Linked DNA regions of Zea mays: region 1 is linked to region 2. Evidence: chromatin contacts called from public Hi-C data. All regions are on one chromosome and are shown on one strand. The core of a region is the stretch at or near the end of the contact, and the rest is flanking DNA. Distances in the headings are between cores, read along the strand shown.

Region 1 (5,881 bases), core at 581-3,080, 450 kb after region 2:
AGCTAGCAGAGCCGTCATTCCTGGCTAAGCTAACCGTCGGGCAAGCCGAGTGCCGGCCGAGGCACATTTTCTTCCTGTGGCGCAGGCGTCTCAAGATCCACATGCACTCTCGGACACAAAACAAATACTACTACTAGCAAGGGAAGGGAGACGACGCTGGATGTACGCGCGCATGGGAGATGGGAGGGACGCGGGTAAACAAAAGATGACGGGACACGGGTACCACCAGCCCGACCAGCGCAGCAGACGACAGTGAGCACTGGAATTGAAGGGGTAGATCGATTGCTGAACGAGAATCACGTGGCGACATGGACGTGTGCATGCAGCCGCGGGCCGGGCCAACCTCGCGTCCCACGTCTTCTTGGCTTTAATTTCCACTCGCTGCTAGCCTGCTAGTACAGTGGTAGTACTGGCTGTGGCTGGCTCCGAATATGCAAATACCTGCGGGGCCTTTGCGTAAAGATCCAAATAAACAGTGACTCACTGGCAACAGGAATAGAAAAGAATCCCATGACGAGGCCTGCGACTGCGTCTGCGTCTGCGTGGTGAATTGTGAATCTGAAAGAGAGAAGGTGAAAAATAAAGAAAAGGGGCCGGCGCGCCTGCGCCTGCAATGCATGATGGGGGTGGGGGAGGGGGAGGAAAGCAGGAGGAACGCGTGCTGCCGCGCGCAGGCGGCGCAGTGGGAGGGGTGCGGATGGATGTGTTGTGGCATTCGCATCACATGCAGCAGGACCCGCCACCACGTGACGACAACGCGGGTGAGGCTCAAAAACATTGCACTCGGACGGCCCACCACGCGAGCAAAACGTGCTCCACTCCACTCCAACGCCCCTCCCCCACCCCCACACCTCAGTGCCCCGTAAAAAAAACGCGGTTCAAACCTATCTCCTCCTGCCTGCTAAGTGCTACGCGTACTCCCGCGGTGGTGGCCGTAGCGTTTGTTGCGCGGCATGGCATCCAATCCGAAGGTGCGCGATGAGTGCGCGTCGCGGCGCGTCCAAGTTGCGCGAGCAGATTAGACTAATCGTGGGCCGCGACAAGGACCCGGCGGCCACCGGGCCCACCGCCCCCCCGTTCTATATTAGCGTCGCAATGACCTCTAGATCGCCGCTGAATCACGTTCTCATCCACGTTATTAACAAATAGGGACAATACAAGCCGCACGCATCTGTTTTGCGCTCACACGATTTGGATAGATAAATAAATAAATATACTACACGTATTATTATTATTATACTATTAAACACAGGAAAGCAAAGCGGAGCTCGCACGCTGCCAGGCTCGCTAAACACGTGAAGATGGGTTCGTTTCCTCCTCCTTCACTTGTCGCTTCCCCAGCGCTGGGGCCTGGCCTGGGCCCGCCGGCTCTCGTTTCCCCCACTACCAACCGCTGCGCGTGGGCCACCTCTCCTGACAGGGATGGAATTCCACTCAACGGTCAGACAAGCCGGCTGGACGGGTCATGGCTGGGGTGGGGCTGGGCTACCTATGCCACGCTCACTGTCACAGCGTCCCCGTGCCACATGCTGTTTTCGGCACGTGCGTATCATAAAAGGCGCAGCGCTCCAGTCTCCACTCTGGCGGCCCATGGAAAACATGCTATTCGGTGATTGTTGTTCATCTTTGTACTATACCTGTACATTTTTCATGCTTTTTTACAGAGTACATATTGGCAATTAGGCTAAAACAAAGAGAAGGTTTGTGTCACGATCCTACGAAAAAGGGCTAATAACTTGCATTAAAAAAAGGTCACACTCACACATAGTACTGGTAGTAGGTATTGCGCGTGTCTTGGTCCATCGTACAGATAGCGGAAGCGCTCCTACCAGTACCAGGCTCATAAAACGAGGGAACCTGCCTGCACTGCAATCGACCGATGCGGCGAGGCAGACGCATGCATAACGGTAATGTCCTCTACAAATCCTTGCCAACGAGCGAGATGCCGCCCGTCCTCTCTGTTTCAGAAATAGTTAATATCTTATGTTTGCTCATGACAATCAAGGGGAATTAAATATATATATAGTACATAGAACATAAGAAACTGAGAAATAAAGATATATACTCCCTCCGTTTCTTTTTATTAGTCGCTGGATAGTGCAAAATTGCACTATCCAGCGACTAATAAAAAGAAACGGAGGGAGTATGTATTAAAAATGAGTGTTAAATATTTTAGAACATAAGACGAATTCTGTAAGATTAAGTATTTTAAGACCGAAAAGGTATGCCTGACCAATAGTTATCTAGAAAAAAGCTCCCTAAATTTATGTTTAGCAAGTTGCTAAATAGCTATTGTGAGTAAAAAATAGTTTGGCCTCCCACGATTTCTCATACTTATAGACAAGAGTTGTGCAGGACCGGACCTAGCTGTCTCACTACACGGAAAATGAAAAAAGGAGCGGGGAGTGTGGTGAGATAATGGAGGAGGTGATGGCAGGGAATAGTGAATTAACAAATGTGATAGCTCATATTGTACCACTTAATCACTTACCGAAAATTAAGAAAAAAGGGAAGGAAAATCCAATTCAGTTAAGTCCCAATGAAAGGTATTTTTAGAATAGTGATGGGTTTAAAGACCCCAAAAACTTAGAAATTGGTACTATTTCATTTGTGAAAACACTCTTGACAGCTAAGAGTAGCAAAACTTGTTTATGCCAGATATATATATATATATCTATATATAGGGAAGAGGTAATGGAAGCCCTGGGCTTCCATTAGTGGGCGAAGCCCCAGCCAGGGAGACCGAACGGGTCGCTTTAGGCCCACTGGACGCCAGCCTGCGCCATTTATGCAAAGGATAACCACGTATCCCGGCTTACACGCGACATGCAATTACGCAAGCATAAATTTGTGTACAAATGTGCGTAACTCATGCATAAATGGAATCTTTGCATGCCAGGAATCGCGCGCACGAATATCTGCATGTGATAGACGTTTACGACTGCATAACGTTGTGAGACATAATAGCGTAAACCATGCAAGACGTTCACGGCAGGTTTTGGAATAAGGCAAGACGTGATTTTCGTGCGCGAAAATAAAGGCGCAGTTACGGCAGGAAACTAAAACAACTTTACAGCCGCGTCCACGTTCGCTCGTCCATCTGAATTATTGGCGGCGGTTACCTGCGGCGGAAGTGAGAGGTCCGGCCGGCGAAGAATATGTCCACCACCGGCGCTGGCGATGGCATCCTCCCTGTAACATCTGCGCATGAGGCAGTAGGTACGTCTGTTTCAATGGACATGCAACCTGTTTTGTCTGCAATCGCCCCATACACAGAGGGTGTATCTGTGACTCCTCCGGCGGCATTGAGGGCACCTGGACATATCGAAGAGCACACAAAAACAGCAGACGTGGTCGGCGCAGAGAAGCACATCCCCATGAGACATATTGGGCCACATGAACAGGACACACCGCATATTCTTCAAAGCCATGTAAGTTCTCCCGTATTACGTTAAATTTATTCGATATTGAATCGTAAATGTTAAATTTCTGTGCGCAGCCGGACAATATTGATATAAGATTGATACCTAAAGTCGGTATGACATTTAGTAACGTGGATGAGGCGTATAATTTTTATAGTCAATATGCATACGAGGTAGGATTTCCGTTGAAGAAATATAGGGAGCGGAAGAATTGTAAATGGTTGAACTGTTCAATGGAAGGAAAGAATGCTGAAAGGGTAGCTGCAAATCCAAGGATACGTAACACATGTTCGAAACGAACACAGTGCAAGGCTGGGATGAAACTCAAAAAAATCTACGATGATGCTAAAGAGAATGTTATTTCTGTTCGGATTGATCTGGTAAACTATGAGCATAATCATGAATTTTTGAAGAAAGATACAGAAAAAGGGCAATTGCAATGCAACAAAACACATGATCGTGAATATATGGAGTTCCTTAGTGTGATGCAAGAAAGCAGGATTCCACCACATTGCATAATGGATTTTGTTACTGAAATGCATGGTGGCCCAGAAAACGTTCCAATAACCGTGCAGGACATGAGTAACCTGTAAGTGTATTATGCATTGACAATAATTGTATTTTATATTACATAAACAATCGTAATGTGTTGAGTTAGATATAGTGCATAATCATTACATTTTTTGACAGGAAAAAAGCATGGCAAAGGGAGAGAAATGCAAATGATGTGTCAAAACTGTTATCTTTTTTTTCATTATGCAAGAAAGATAATCCACAGTTTTTTCAGACTTTCAACTGGACAAAGAAGGGAAAATTTTAAGCATATTTTGGTCCCATGCTAGCCAGCAAGCCGAGTACATTGATTTTGGTGATGCAGTTACTTTTGATACTACACATAAGACTAATATGTATGATAAGCCATTAGGCATGTTTGTTGGTTCGAACCACCACCTACAATGCACAATATTTGGGTTTGCTTTACTAGGAGACGAGACAGTTGATACATTCGAGTGGGTATTCAATACGTTCAAAACATGCATGGGATGTGACGGACCACGAGTGATGCTGACAGGTATGTTGTAATAAAATGGCTCGTAATTATTATGTCATGTACTATATTATATCATATTGTCTTGCATTATGTTATGTAAATTTATAAATTTCAGATCAAGACCCTGCCATGCCAATTGCACTTGGCAGAGTATTCCCAAACACAATACATCGATTGTGTTTGTGGCATGTGCAAAACAGGTATATGCCCCACTTGAATGAATTATATGCAAGATTTGAGGACATGGATTTCAAAACAAGGTTCCAATCTATAATACATCATCCATTGAATGAAAAGGAGTTCGAGGCAGCCTGGCAAATGATGCTTGATGATTTCCACCTACACGAGAACAACACCCTTGCCAGATTATATGACATACGCAAAGATTGGGTACCTGCATTTTTCAAAGGAGATTATTGTGGTCTTATGGTCTCTACACAACGAAGCGAGAGCATGAACAAGTTGGTGAAGAGTGCCCACGTGGATGCAAGCACACCGCTTCATCAATTTGCAAAGCAAATGATGAAGCTACTGCATAGTAGGAAGATGAAAGAGGCCAAAGAGGCACTAGGATGCATGGTAAGTGAAAAAAATTAATAAAACATATGTTTTATGCTATTAAAACCAAAACAGTATTAATACTATATTGTGTAATTTGCAGGGTCAAAAGGATACAACTACATTGTATATGTTTGAAATAAGAGTAGCAAGGGCATACACTAGAGCTGTGATGACAAGGTTTCAGGAGACAGTAAAATATGCAACTGCATACCGAATAGACCGTGATACAGAGGGTGAGGAACATGATTGGGTGGTGAAACATACTACAAGATCAAATAAAATTGTTTGGGGTCAACACCAATTCAAGATAAGGGCTGATGTGGATGCCGGAAAGTATTCATGTGAGTGCAAGCATTGGGAGCATACAGGTATGTTATACTATAAAAAATTATAAATTATTACGAATGCATAGCTGTTTACGATTAATATATGACATAATGTATGTTTAATCAATTATAGGTCTATTTTGTGTTCATCTTGTACGCGCTTTCATGCATCTACAAATTGAAAGGATCCCAAGTGAGTATATTTTGCAACGATACACATACTCCGCGCATCAAGATGTGGCTTTTTCAAGAGACGATAGGAATTTGAAAGGAAAAGATGGAGAAACTAGATCATATAGACAGAAGATGTTGCTTAAAAAAGCAATGAAAGTAGTACACCATGCGAGTATGTCTAAAGCTGGGAATGATAAAGCCCTAGAGATGATGGACGAATTATTAGGGTTATTGATGCGTGTGGAGCCTGATATAGGTACTGGTGAGAGTTGTGGCACAAGTGTTTGCGATGACATCCAGGTACGCACCTCGTGATGTTATGAATTTTGCATAATTACTTGTCGAAT
Region 2 (6,262 bases), core at 2,318-4,817:
TCGCATGAGTTGAACCTATCACAACATCAATTATGAGATTATACCAAATCTCATGCATCATTTAAATAGCACTCAAAAGCAAATCATCTAACAAAGTGGTCTTCTCTTAGAAAGAGAAGTGTTGTTACATGATTAGTCCAAATCACGATTTACACAACTAACCACTTTTATCATGTCAGATGGAAGATTGAAGTACACTTCATATCTTAGCTTTCATGAGTAGTATGCATCTATTGGGATTTCATATATAAGATGCCTGTGCGTACAACACTATATCACATATAGTGTAATGACAAAAGAGTTTGTCATACTCATTTCTCTTCCCTTTTTAATGTGCTTATATATTTGCTTTCAAGCAAAATATATGAATACAAAGTGTTAGTCTACAACATAATGTAGACACATACTCATAAGTCTACAAGACTTATGATTTTCTTTGCTATTCATTTTGCGCTTGCACATCAAGCCACAAAAGCACATAAGTTCTTTTCATAAGAACCATAAGAGAAAGAGAGTATCTCATTTCCTCCAAATTGAAGAGGTGAATTCCCATATCATGCAAAAATGATCTTGATATCTAATGAACATTGAGGATAATTAAGTCCAGTAGACGAGTTCATCAAATTCTATTAAATAATTATCCTCCAAATGGATTAACCATTTTCTGATGTTGTAATATGCCGCAAAATATATCATATATTTATATGCTGGAGAACTCTAGGTATCACATAAAGTGTACCAAAAGATTTTTGAAAATTGGTGTACACAACGTAGGTAATCTCCATGTAATGAAACAATGGAGTAGATCTCTCAGTAGTGGGCAAAACTTTTGCTGCCTGAAAGCATGGTCTCTGGGCTGATATATTCAAAGAACATACCGCAGCCAATGCTTAGGACTCCACTACCCTGTGCTTGACCAATATTTCAAAAATAAAATGGAAATCACCATAAAAGTGAATAACCAACATCACATCTCCAACATATCTACTTGAGAGAACACATAGGTAATCATCATAACCATATGATGTAGACCTCTTACTGATGGGCAAATAACATTTTGCTGTCTAAAAGCTTGGTCTCAGGGCAAATAAATTCCAAGAATTTATTGCAGCCAAAGCCTAGATCTCCATCATGTGTTGAAATATCCCAAGTTCAAGATATGTGTCATATTTTGCAAGAATTCATCGTTTAATTAAGTAGAACTTAATTAAAAGAATTCTTTTAGCAGTCAGCATGACTGCAGCGTCCAGCCTAGCTCCATAGCCCGCGACGCCTGCTTGGTCCGTGATTTTTTTGGGTAGCACGTATAGGTAATCATCTCGAAAGATGTAGACCTCATAGTGATAGGCATTTCAAATGCGGCCTAAAGCACGGTCTCTGGGCTACTAAATTCTATAAAGAATTTAGTGCAGCCAGTGCTTAGGACTCCATCACCCTATGCTTTTCCCAAAAAATGCAATCTTATGTTGCATGAGGACCGTTAAGTTTCGACTTAATTAATGTGCTATGTTTTTCATGCAAACATAAAAGAATGCAAAAAACAAAAGCAAGTCGAAAATATGTGAATTATAAATGTAAATAAAATATAATTCACTATCAATTCTGTATTTTTTTAATAATAAAAAAATACAAATATCACAGTTACATATATCATTAGTAGTCTAAATATTTAAATTTAGACGCTCTAACAATAATTAAAACAGTAACTCAACAATCACAAGATCTTGTACTAGAAACTGTAGAGAAAAAAATGAAACACTAAACAGCCTAGGCGGCCAACCAAAAGAGGCCCAGGCGGCTACCATCAGCGGCTCAGTGGCCAGGTCGGCCCACCGGCGGCTAAGTCAGCGGTTAGGGTTTCCTAACCGGTCTACTCACTTCCATCAGCAGCCGGCGCCGCCAGGGAGCCACTGGCCGGGTTCCCATCGCCTGGACGCGCCCCTTCACGTTGGTGGCCGTGCGTGGCCGACTTCCCCGCGCGCCAGGGCCGGAGCGCTCGGCTGCGCGAGGCCGCGTCTTGGCCGGGGCTGGCCCGCGCCGAGGCCAGAGCGCTCGGCTGCTGGGGGCTGAGTCCCGTGCGAGGCCGCGCAGTGGCCGAGGCCGGACTGCGCCCGCGCCCACTGGCCGCGCGAGGCCGGGGCTGAACCACGCCCGCGCCCGCCGCCGGGGCTGCCGGGGCCATGGTCACGCGTGGCCGGAGTTGCCCATGCACCGACGGGGCCGCACCGGGCTCCCCCGTGACCGAGCGTGCACCTAGGAGCGGCTCCTCGCGCCAACGGGTCCACGGCGGGCACGCCCATGTCCGAGCGCACGCCTGTGAGCGCCTGCCTATGAGCGCTTGCTCGTGCCGACGGAGCCGCGCCGGTCTCGCCCGTGGCCGAGGCTGTCTGCGCCCGCGCAAGGCCGCGCCGTGGATGACGCCCCATGGCCGGGTTGGCCCATGCGCGCGTGTGCGCGACTTGCCCGCCCATGCTGGCGCGAGGCTGTTCGCCGCCGGGGCTCGCCCACCCGCGCTGGTGCGCGGCTTGCCCACCCGTGTGGTGGCTACCCCTCACCGGATCTGTGCGTGAGTGCACGGATTGGAGCGCCGCCATTTCTGAGACAGCCATACGCAAGTCGCGAGAGGTGTCGCGCTCCAGTCCACATCGGCCGGGCTGCAGACCGCGCCGGCGCGGGATCCGCCATGGTGCGGCCACAAGCAGCAGAGTCTCCTGCAAGCGGACAGCAAGGCGCCGCTCTGGTTGGGAGGGAGTAGGCCGATCCGGTTGGATCACATCCTGTCAATCTTGCATAGCGAAGGCTAGTCACCTTACGTACCTATGCTTTTCCTTTGCTTTTTGCTTTGTGCATTCTACTACTCCGTCAGATCAATTGGCGTGTGCAGCCGTTTCCTGCGCGGCGCCCGTCTTGGCCGGGGCTGGCGTTGACGGTTACTTCTTCTGATTATTGTCGTCGGTGTAGACAACAACTTCGTCGATTTTTGCGCCATGGCCTTTCCACACTCGGTTGAGAGCGGGTGCTGATAACGTGTTAGAACTCAGTGGTAACGAGATTGAGACAAATGGCAGAGACAATCACTATCGTGTTTATTGCAGGGAAGACAGTTTTTATATACAAGCGAACTAGTGCCTCTCTAAGGGGTGCGTCCCTTAGGGAGAAACTGTCGCACCCAATGGAGGTAATTGAACACACATATTGTAACAGCCGCCATAGTTATCCGCGCTGACCGGTAAGATTTCTTAAACGTAGAATTTTGGTTAAAAATCCGATATAAAAAAGGGTGCTGCGGCGGAGTCCTGTTTCTACTCTACTCTCCTACTGCCTACGTATAAGTGGAAATATCCTTTCCAACTCAGGCCCCAAAGCAAACACACAACACCGGGAGCGGGAGACACGTTTCGAGCCAGCGCCGACCCCACCGCCGCAGCCGCGACTGCGAACCCTGTCACGCGTGCACCTCACCTCGAGGTCCTCGACGCACCGGCTGGCGTCACCCTGACACAGCCCGCACGTCGGCCGTGGGGAGTACGCAGCGCTTGCCACGGAGTGGAATCTGGACGGCCGCGGGGCATGCTCAGCTTCCCATTTCCAAACGTGGAGAGAGAAGAGAAGGGAATGGCCGAGGCCGATGGTGTGACGGTGGGCCAGGCGGCTCCGGCGGCGGCTTGGATGATTTTTTAACGACGCGGTCCCGAGCATCCCGCCGCAGTGCCGGGAGAACGACACGTTGACGGCCCAACCGCACGTGTGGACCACGGGAGTGGCTAGCGGACTGACGAGCGAGCGACGGGATGCCGGAGCGTCGGGCCTGCTCACGTGGAGTAGGCCCCCAAAGCAAGCATGCACACAGACCTGAAACCTTTCTGGCTTTCTGCGCTGCCGCTGTGCACTCGCCTCTAGTCTTTGCGTTGCGCCTTGCGCACGCCTCCAGGCGGTCTTCTGTGCTCCGTTGATTGATGATGGTTCCTTGCCATCCATCAGTGGACGGTTTGCTGCACACGAGCGATGGCACAAAGAGAATTTTTCCAAGAAAGAACCCAAGGTTTGCCGCATGGATCGCTCTTCATTGACGATGTATAGGCATCATCTACGAGACAAATGGATGTCTGAAAAAATGGTGGGAGTTAAACTGATTTTTGAGCCACGACAAAACTGCAATTTAGAAGGTCGCAGGCTCTGCTCACTTATATATTCTCCTTATGCCTGTTCTTTTCTTGACGCGAGGGAAGTCCAACTGCCCCAGCTTCCATTATCAGCACACAGTTGACGTCACGAGTGCGATGTGTAGTTAAAACACTTTCATCTCCTTGCCAAAACATCATCCTTACCTACTCGCCTCGAATTAACGTGGATAATCCGTTAGAATTAGCAGTTTATCCACACACGGGGAAAAATATTATATGTGTTTCTTGGATGACTTTTAATGGTTAAAGATCACGAGTACAAAATGAAAGATAAGGCATGCTAGTCGTTAATGAGAAGGTAAGATCTTATATTCCCTCTCTCTCTCTCTCTCTCTCTATATATATATATATATATATATATATATATATATATATATAGGTACCAGTCTATTATAAAAGGGCAAAAGGCGCACTATATATAACTAAATACTCCTCTGCACATCGCCGTCCAGAAGATATTTCCTCATGTCCCTATTTCCTCGTTCCACATTACCTCTTGTTTCCATATCCATCTCCTCCTTCGTATGTGTATCCTATCGACCGTTCACAGATGCTCATCCGCGGATCCGCCTTCCAATGATAATCTAATCATTGACGTTCCTGCTCTTCCCACTTAGGCGTCATTAGGTCTATTCGGATAATTCGGTTCGGTCTATTCGTGTTTTTAAAACTTTGTATTCTAAAAAATAGGGACCGGATGTTAAAAAAATAATATTAGTAATCGAACCCAAATAGACCGACAATTTTCGGTTTAGTCTATTCGGTCTACCGTGCACACTAAATAATAGAGAGACTAGTGTCTTTTGTTAAAATATGTGCAATAAATATATACATAGAAATACTATTATAATAAACGAGTGACTATAGAAAAAAGCATATAGACACGTATATAATCCCATTAAGATGGCATCATAATTTTTAGCTAATAAATTTATAAAACACGTAATAATATTGTTGGAACTTGCTCCTCTGGGTAAGTAGATCCAACGCGAAAGCGGAAACAGTACTAGTAAAGTTTGTCGCGGGATGGCAATAGCTCTGTTAATCTGGCCTTACAAGAGCACTGTACGGGGTATTTATAGGCACTCGAGTGACCACCCGTCCCTTGCAAAAGACGTTTACACCCTCGAGTACCTGGTTTATCCCCAGAATATTCTCACGAGAGGAGGTTACAGACAGTCATTACAGTAAAGGCTATTACAGACGCGACCCGTAATACGCTTATCCGCGCGGGGCCCGTTACAATGGGCTGAAACCCGCATGGGCCTCCTGGTGCGGTGAGGACGTGAGACTTGTAGACTTCGACAGAAACCTTCGTCTTGCAACGGAGAGGACGAAGGGAGCCCGCGTCGGTCTTCATCCAATAGACGCCTTCGACTCGCTCGGGCGTGCTCTGCGGATAAGTCCTCGTTGGGGTGACGAGCCGACGAAGGCATCGAGCGAAGGGTAGCGTGTTCGCCTTTGCCCCAACATTTGCCCTCCGAGGGACCAGTTCGACTAAGTCATCTGGTGCCGAAGACGCCGCTAGATGGTGGAGACGCTGCCCTCGCTCGAAGTGGTCCCGTGGGGGTTTTTGAAATGTGACCGTTGATGGACGTGTTACTGTTGGATTGCGTGTTTCCCGAAGCGCCGCGTCCTGCCTATAAAAAGGCGGTCGTGGCCGGGACTGTTTCTTACCCTTGCGTGCAGCATAAAAACCCTAATTTTTGCAAACTGCTCGCCTGCCCTCCTTGCTCTCCCACTTCAGAAATCTGGCCCGCGTCAAGCAGACTGCATGCCGCCGTCGATGGTACATAGCAATGTCTTCTTCCTCATCTGCTGCGAGTGCGTCATCGGCCGATCCGTCGTCCGAGGATACCTTCAGTGATTTGGTGGCGACGGAGTTGTAGCCGAGCCACACCGTGGAGGTCGACACTTCGAGGATCTCCTCAGTTCACGTGCAGGAGATGCAGCAACTTGGATATTTTGGTGACAGTGTCGGGCGGGTTCTAGGCGCTGAAGAGATCCCGGAGCCTGAGGGCGAGTTGGTTGTCGTTTTTCATTGCCGGCCTTCGTCTCCTGGCGCATCATTTTGTGGC

Evidence for each region. A called contact is a pair of places that touch in the nucleus more often than the background predicts.
Region 1: a Hi-C map of leaf mesophyll shows a contact between it and region 2, with 5 times the contacts expected there. The contact joins two enhancer-like sites. A contact is called at or near these places in 3 of 25 Hi-C or Micro-C datasets (bundle sheath, leaf mesophyll and tassel).

What each region holds. Positions count from the first base shown.
Region 1 is chr1:99,812,355-99,818,235 of Zm-B73-REFERENCE-NAM-5.0, reverse strand. It overlaps LOC109943665 (protein FAR1-RELATED SEQUENCE 5-like), which reads left to right and starts at 4,789. Exons shown (of 6, transcript XM_020547161.2): 1 at 4,789-5,052; 2 at 5,135-5,402; 3 at 5,494-5,834. The coding sequence starts at 4,792. Within about 2 kb of position 1,830, at least 19 of the 20 cell types and tissues checked have an H3K27ac peak or open chromatin away from gene starts, as enhancers often do. A contact at or near this core is called in bundle sheath, leaf mesophyll and tassel, where this site is marked.
Region 2 is chr1:100,258,841-100,265,102 of Zm-B73-REFERENCE-NAM-5.0, reverse strand. No RefSeq gene overlaps it. Among protein-coding and RNA genes, the nearest start is that of LOC111274019, 11 kb to the left of the region's middle. Within about 2 kb of position 3,567, at least 18 of the 20 cell types and tissues checked have an H3K27ac peak or open chromatin away from gene starts, as enhancers often do. A contact at or near this core is called in bundle sheath, leaf mesophyll and tassel, where this site is marked.